Regions from separate parts of the Anas platyrhynchos genome. Here region 1 is linked to region 2. A link is a contact called in public Hi-C data. All regions are on one chromosome and are shown on one strand. Each heading gives the region's core, a stretch centred on a gene start, on an enhancer-like site or on the middle of the called end of the contact. The rest is flanking DNA. Distances are from core to core; before and after follow the strand shown. Region 1 has its middle 14 kb from the start of ERI1. Region 2 holds the start of LOC110352716.

Region 1 (4,275 bases), core at 865-3,364, 42 kb after region 2:
CCCGCACACATTTGAGCAATAGTGCTACTGGAGATATCTCGAGTCTCCAGTCTGGCCTCCGGGTGTTGCTTCGGGACACAGAAGGACTCCTGCAGGTCCCACACGGCATGTGCAGGCGTTGTGCAGACAGCTCACGTACCGTAAGGACCAGACAGCTACGTTTAGATAACTAAATCTTTCCCATAGCAGGCCCTACAGATCTCATACTTAAGGAGCGTAAGATAGGGTGAATTGTATGTTGTTTGTGCTAACTTCTGAGCAAGAAGAAATAAAGTGGAACTGGAGATAGGACTAGAGTGAAAACTAGATATCTACGGAAAACCCAGCAAGCAGGGAACATTTCTAATCAAAACGCATCCTTCTTCCTTGACAAAACAACCTCCTACTTGATCCTCATTTGCCCAAAAATACACAGTTCATCTTGCTTCCTTGAGAGATTCTGTAGAGTACGTCTAGAAGGAATCACGGACTCCTTTTCTATTTCAATACCTGTCATTTGAGGTTGCAGCCTGCAGAGTGGATCACCAAACCTGTTTTGTACCAGGACACTGGAGACCTCTGCAATGCTTTGAGCATGATGTTGTGTTCACAGAGCCTGGAAGGATGGCTCTTGCTGGATACTTTTCAGGCCATCTGTACATGATGCTTGCCCACCAGATCTCCCTGAAATACTCACAAACCTTACCTGAGATCTATTTTTTTCTGGATGTTCCTCAAGGAACTCTTTGTTGGTAGCGGAGTGCTTAAAGTAACTTGACTTCCTATAAGAGAATGGCTTTCTCTGAACAAAATATATGTTAGACTTCTGCAAAGTCAGCTGTACATTATGGAAAATACTCTTCTTGCTCTGCCTCTGTAAATACACAGAAAGAGGCTTCTCTAATTCACAGCACCATCTGCCATAGGTGGCCTGGATCAGCATCTCCGTTCTCCATCTCAGGAATGCAGAGTTCCTCTGGCATTTTCTTTAACAGCACAGAGGTTATGCCAATTCATCAGAAGTGGTATCCCACAGTCCCAACACCTGGAGTGTGTCACTAGACAGGAAATTTCCTGGCACTGATGTAAGTCAGATCTATTTTAAATGCATGTGAAAAGAAAAGAAAAAAAAAGAAAAAAAAAAAAAAAAAAAGAAACAGAAAGGGTGCTCCAGCAATTGATGAAATCCTCCCATCTGAGCAGGCAGGTACCTCCATATCATCACCCTCAGCAATGGCATAAGCATGGATCTAAAAAGTGGAAGGGACATGCTGTTGTGAGCAAGAAAGTTAGGAGGGAAACAGGGAACAGCTGCAGCCCTTGAGAACCAGTGGTCAGAAAGATCATACACTGCACATAATTAATGCATCCCAGATTCCACATATCATCCTCATGGACAGGAGATGCACAGAAGAAAACAACACGTACTGGATCAGTTGCAAAGGGAGCAGCGTCACTCAGTATTTATCTGAGACAGCTCACACTTCTTTAGTCTGTACAGCCTGTTTGTGGTGCTGTTTCCCCTTCCAATCTCCCTTCTCAGCCTTCTCTCACCTCCTCATTACCTCTAAGTCTTGACCTTTTCTGCTTGCTGCCACATCCTCACAGAAATATTTTCTATGGAAATGTTTCACATGCAGACAGAATCAACCAAGCGCAGCGTTGTTCATTTACTCTCAGCCAAATTGCTCCATTAAACAATTAAAAAAGAATTTCCCATGTCAATGTCAATCAGTATCCACCACAGTGGACAGGACTCTTGGGTAAAGGGCAGGAAGAAGGCATTTCTGTTTGCTGCCTGAAAGGGAGCTAAATCTTAAACTGTGGCAGTGATTCCATTTGCATTTTAAAAGAGCATCTTCTGAGCATCACTCATTTTGGAAGCCTTGATCCAACCAACGCTTGCAAGAACACCATCTCCCAGCCCAAACTATCTCCACCTGTGCCACCTTGTTGTGTGCTAATAACAGCACCACTGCTGGTATTGCTCCCCAAAAGCAGCCGGTAAGGCTGATACAGGTTCTCCAGAGCTCTGCTGTGCTCTCTGAAATGCTGAAGTTACTTTGCTTTGTACACAACTACCACACTAACATCCTGCTCCTTACTTGGTCTGTCATTTATCACACGCTGCTGTACTCAGCAGCACCAAAGCACACATACTCAGTACCTCAGTTTTTTCTACAGCATTTCCAGTTTCCAAATCCCCCTGAAATTATATGTGTAGATAATTTCTTTCCCCAATCCTTCAAATAGCCAGCTTTCAAAATGTTTTAAAAAAGTTATAGATGTTTTTTTTTCCCTCTTTCAAGGCCAAAGCAAGAACAGAAGTTTTCCATACCTGAAGGCTAATGACAATCTGTCAGAAAAAAAGGCACGTGAATGGGCTTACTCACTCAATCTCGTAAAGCATTCCTCTGCTAGCCCCCACGCAGCAGATCTGAAGAGACTGAGGAAGGTCTGGAGGAGAAACATGCCAGCGTGGCCTTGGCAGATTAGCAAGGGAAACGAAGCAAATGCACAGCTGAAAGAAAACATTTCCAAAGTTCTCAGCCATGCCAGCAGGCACCAGATCGATTCCCTAAAGGTTGCTCGATTTCTTTTACAGCCACGCTCCACCTGGTATTCTCATCTCAAACAAATTCCCCTTATCTGCAGGGCTGGCTGTTTACTGAGGGCTGCCAAGTGTGGTGGGTGACCTGCTTTGTGGTTTTATTCCCAGCAGAACACAGCCTGGCTTTCCAGACTAATGCATAGCAAGAAGCTGTGTTAGTAGGAAAGAACAGCCCTCTGTCATTATCGAGAAGCAGGGTTCTCTGAAGAGTAAAGCAGGTCCAACAAATTTATCTGCGGCCAGAAATGCATGGAAAATTTCTTTTTAACTGAGTTATAGTTAAGCTATAACACCCTCTTGTACAAGGCATCAGGCATCCCAAAAATCCTGTTGTCAAAGTTCTCCCCTCTTTTTAGGTCCCTGTCATCTTCTTCCATATCTGCATAAACGTAAATTAATACAAGATGTCCAGTAGTGTTTAAGTAAGGAGAAGGTGGCTTTCTCAGTCTCAGAAAGCTGGCTGCTGTGCTGGACCATAAATTCCATATGAAGTGTTTTTATCCTGGTCAGAGCACACACAGTTCAACTACTTATCAATTTAAACTACGAAATAGTGTGAAATTTAAAAAAGGGACATTCCACAGAAGGGAGACTTCGAAACATGCTGTTTGCAGCCATCAGTAAAAATAAGCAGCACCCAAGCATCCTGTTTGCTAGGCGTTTAGCTGCCTGTAAAGGTGTGTCACGCTTCTTGGCCAGGCTGCTGTCCGGAGCCAGCACACCGTCCCGAAGCTGAATGTAAGCGCTGATGAGGCAATCCCGGCTTATTGGGACATCTCTGGCTCACAGAGGTCCACTTGGCTGGGTGCACTCTTTAAAAATCCACATAGTTATAACCAGAAACGTAAAGGAGGTCAGAATCATCTGCAAGGATTTTACCAGCACAAGATCATTACTACCACAAATTTTTCAAATGGAAAAAATAACAATAACTACAAAAATAGCAAGCACTTAGACAGGATAGTAGGCAAAAATCACTATTCATCTGTGCAACAGCATTTATTCTGGCAATGGGATTCCTAGATACAGTCTGAACAAGTGATTCCTCCTGCTGGGGTGTGCTGTGACAGGGATATTTCACTGCTGTTTGGTGACCCACGCTAAGACTTGCACAGGATAGCACAGCACAGATGGGTGCAAGGGAAGGACAAGGCTGTGCAGAAGATGAAAGCCTGGTTTATGTGAACAGGGGGGAGAATAGTTGTCCACTTGCAGGGGTTAAGATAGCAGGAGCAGGGCAGGACTGCCCATGGGGCACCCCCGAACTAGCTGGCTGCAGAGGAGCTGCCTGGGCCCGGCAATCCCATCTGAAAGCAGAACACACCCACGGGTCACCTCTGCCATAGAGAGGCTTCCGAGGCTCTCCTTACTCATTTGGAAAAGCCTTTCCTAAGTGCAATGCCATCACGCTCCTCTAATTTAAGGAGCACTTTCACAAAGCTACTTCAGGCTTTTCTCCCCAAGCACAAACCCCTCGCCTGAAGAACTCCGGGGCAAAAGCAGTCAGCCAGCATCAGAGGCTGCAAATACACAGACCAAACCAGGAGGAGCCCAACAGAGAAGTAACTTCTCATCCTCCAGAGTCCTGGCAGTGTCTCTATTTGCAGATCATTAACCCACGAAGCAGGAAGGACTTCTAAAACGAAGCGCCAGCTGGCTCCCTGTTACAACTCTTCAGCTAGGCC
Region 2 (3,835 bases), core at 435-2,934:
GAGACAGCCCCCAGACCCCAAACCCATCGGTGACAGCAGGGACACGAGCTGCACGCAGCTTCTCGGGGCCAGGTAGGAGACGTGGGCAGGAGCAGGGCTGAAGTGGGTGCTCCTGCACGAACGCTGGCTCCGGCAAAGCCAAAGTGTTCACACCCCAACCCCTCCTTACCAGCACAGCTCTGCCCGTCGCTCTGCAGCACCCAGCCGGCCCCGCAGGAGCACTGCACGCCCCAGTGGGTGTCAGCACACGTCTCCGCGCAGCCCCCGTTGCGCACAAAGCAGCTCCGCCCTGCAGGGAGGCAGCGGAGGGGTGAAATAAATCAGGGCTGCTTCTGCAGCTCTCCCGGCCCCACGCCTGCTCACCGCACGTGCTGGGCTCATCGGTGCCGTCCAGGCAGTCATCCTCATCGTTGCACATCAGGGACTCCAGGATGCACTTCCCCTCGTCGCACCTCACCATGCCGGCCGGGCAGGGGGCTGCGGCACACACAGCTCATGTCAGGAGGGCACGGGAGATGCTGTGGGTCCCTGACTTGTGGGGAGGTCCCACAAAGTGTCTGCAGGTTCCCACCATCCCAAGGGGAGCTGGGATCCAGGACAGCCAAAAAAAACTTCACACGTACCTCAGGCAGGTCTCAGCCCACCAAGGAGCATCTCGCGTGCCCACTTACCACAGACGTCTTCGTCCGAGGAATCGCCGCAGTCGTCGACCCCGTTGCACTTCCACTCGGCCGCGATGCACACCCTGTTCCTGCACTGCCACTGCCCGGGCAGGCAGGGCTGCAGGGGACAGCCCTCCTCGTCCCAGCCGTCCTCGCAGTCCTGGTGCCGGTCGCACAGCTCCCAGTGCGGGATGCAGTGGTGAGTGCCGGGACACTGCAGCTTCTTCGCCCCACACACTGTGGGGATGGAGCCAAGCTCACACGTCACCCTGCACCCCACAAAATCCCCTCTCGGCCCCTCTCAGCCCTCTGGGGCCCACCTACCGCAGTCCTGCTCGTCGGAGCCATCCGGGCAGTCGGCAGCTCCGTCGCACCGCCAGCTGCTGGAAACGCAGCGGCCGTCGTCACACTGCCACGCGTGGGGGTCCCCGCCACAGGGAGCATCTGTGGGGACAGCACACGGTCAGTGGGATCTCCCACAGCTCTGGGAACAACCACTATGGTCCCCTCTGCCCTGGCATCCTCCGAGGAGGCTCCAGGACGCATCCCCATGCCCTGAGAGGCTGCCCAGCGCAGGATGTGCCCCCCAAACCCCCCCCCAAAACACCACCGTCACTCACCACACATCTCGTCCGTCCCGTTGGGACACTGCCTCTCTCCATCGCACAGCCAGGGCACGGGGCCGCAGCCAGCCCCGCAGGCTGCCTGCCGGGTGGCAGCGCACGGGGGGCCGCCGGGGGCTGCGGGAGGAAGGCGAGGGGGGTGCTCAGCCCTGCGCCATCCCCCCCCTTCCCCACCTCGTCCCGGGATGGGGACCCCCAAACCCAACCCCAATCCCCACCGCCCCCTCCCTCTATCCCTCCCTCCAGCCCCATCTCACGGGCTCGGCGGGCCCCGGGGGGCGGCAGGAGGGCGGCGAGGATGAGGAGGAGGCGGAGCGGCGGGGGGCGGCCCATGGTGGGGGGCTCCGGGGGCTCCGGGCCGGCGGGGGCAGCGCGACGGCCCCGCGGCGACCGCAGCCGCCTTTATGGAGGGGCCGGGCGGCGGGGGGGGGCCGGGGAAAAACCTTGAGAGCCGGGGAGCAGACCCAAAACACGGGCTGCCGCTGGCCCTTCGGCCTTGGGAGGACGGGTTTAAAGCACAACAAGGAGAGAGGAGGGGGGGGACAGCCCCCCCGGTGGGATAAGGCACCTGCGGCAGCCTGGGAAAGCGCTCGCCGCCGCCCCGAGCGCAGCGCAGGGCGCAGGGATCGCTCCTGGATCGGCTCCGTGAAGCTGGGCAAAAGGCACCTGCCAGCACGGGACAGGCTCTGGGGTGGGCATCTCGGCTGGGTGCTCATCACCGTTTGGTGATGGGGCAGCCTGGGCATCGTGCGGCACAGGGGAGGTGCCCAAAACGCAGGCAGAGGCACCCTTGGTGCCAGGGTGCGGTGCTCCGAGCGTGCCAGGCACTCACAGCACCTCCAAGGGAACAGGGGTGTGCAGGTCTCAGGAGCAGGGAGCTGGGTGAGGAGCATCCCCAAAGCAGGGGCGTGAGGTGAGGGAGAGGAGCTAACACCCCCTTCTTCAGCTTGCAAAATGAAAATTATTTCAAACCATATCCCCCTCTTTTGTTTCCTTCCCTTATCTGCACAAGCTGTGATCGGGAAGACCCAGAGAAGAAGAGATTAATACGCGGCACATACATTGCCTGTCAGTTTCTGACAACAGAAGTAGTCATTTTGGTCACATATTAAAAATCCTGTGGGAAAGGGCTGTAAGTTTTTTCACCTTTTCCATCTATCAACTTTCATAACTCGAAATTTATCTTTTATTTTCCTTGGCTGTGTTGATTGCAATCACAAGATGCCCTTTCTTCCATTTTAAGCTGTGGCCTGATGACACTGGTATAGCAGCCTTTCTTCAGCGTTGCCCCTCGCAGCACTCCCAGATGGAGATTTTCGCGCTGAATCTCAATGGAGGTTAGCGCCTCAGCAAGGAAACTCCATCCCTTTATCGTTTAAGCTCTCAGCGTGCTGTTTTCCATGCCTGCATCACCTTTTTTCAAGTTACCCACATCTATGTGGGTCAGCCATCACCTCTCACCCTAGGCAGTTTTCTTATCAGGGACCAGCATGTTCCACTTCCTGTGCTTTCCCAATTTCACCCTACTTCTACACTGACCACCACCCTGACACCTGTAGGGCTGTGCCCAGAGGGATAGGAAACAACTGGAGACCTTGTCCTTCAGTTGTCATTTTCCTGCTTTCGTCCCTTAGCAGGCACTGCCTCTCTCTGTTTTGAGAAAGGATCCCAAAGCAAACTGCAGCAAAACCATTTTTAACAAGCAGGTGAATTGCCTGAATACAGAAACTGAGATTTTTTTTTTACCTCTTCAGTGATTTTGCAAGAATAAACCCAGAAAGCACTGGTTGGTGCCCAACAGACCTGAAAATATTTGCTTATTTTCTGAGAACTCCAAGCCTTGGAGCGCATCTCTCCCATATTTCTGCCGTCCTGCTCTTCCCAGGCCCTGTGAAAATTATCTGTGAGGTGTGGAGCTGGTGAGAAAGGATATCAGGTCCTCTACTTAGAGATGCTGCAGCCCCTTCAACCTCTCCAGGGCTTTATAGTCTCCTGTGAAGCCTTCTCCACGCGGCCACTGGGGAGCAGCAGAAGGCTGCAGGATGGCCCCGTTTTGTCAACCTGCTCCTCCCCGGCTCTGTGAGCGAGCTGCGAGACCCAGGGAGGTTGGAGAAGTGAAGCACAGCCCACGCCATGCCTTGCAGCCTCCCCACAGCTCACCTGTGGTTCTTGCCCTTCCTCTCCAGTTTTTTTTTAGTCCTTTCACCTCAGGAGAGGGGAGAAAAATCATTGCCAGCTCATGCCTACAGGGCAGAAATATCTCCCCAGCATCTCAGGCACGAAGGTTTCTCTGTTGGACATTTGGACCTGGTTACACACACATATAGGTGTGTCCATATGGAGATTCACACACCTGCACGGGCGATGAAGGATTGCTTCCAGACCTCTGACACCTTGCTCCACTGAGATGTCTCCTGCTGGGTGTGCCCATGAGATCAGTTTCGGTTTACCCTGGACATGATATTGCAAGCTACGTGCAGCAGGGCTCCTCTTCCACGTTACAGCCAAGAGCGTGGGTAGATGGACAGCCTACCATGAGCAGCTGAGGGC

Evidence for each region. A called contact is a pair of places that touch in the nucleus more often than the background predicts.
Region 1: a contact with region 2 is called in a Hi-C map of small yellow follicle, with 4 times the contacts expected there. The contact joins the enhancer-like site here to the promoter of LOC110352716 in region 2. A contact is called at or near these places in 5 of 8 Hi-C or Micro-C datasets (liver, skeletal muscle, small yellow follicle and 1 more).

Annotation. Positions count from the first base shown.
Region 1 is chr4:15,076,382-15,080,656 of IASCAAS_PekinDuck_T2T, forward strand. No RefSeq gene overlaps it. Among named protein-coding and RNA genes, the nearest start is that of ERI1, 14 kb to the right of the region's middle. Within about 2 kb of position 2,115, at least 2 of the 8 cell types and tissues checked have an H3K27ac peak or open chromatin away from gene starts, as enhancers often do. A contact at or near this core is called in small yellow follicle, where this site is marked.
Region 2 is chr4:15,034,981-15,038,815 of IASCAAS_PekinDuck_T2T, forward strand. It overlaps LOC110352716, which reads right to left and starts at 1,685. Exons shown (of 33, transcript XM_027456780.3): 1 at 1,543-1,685; 2 at 1,283-1,402; 3 at 987-1,106; 4 at 672-899; 5 at 364-477; 6 at 170-289. The coding sequence starts at 1,618.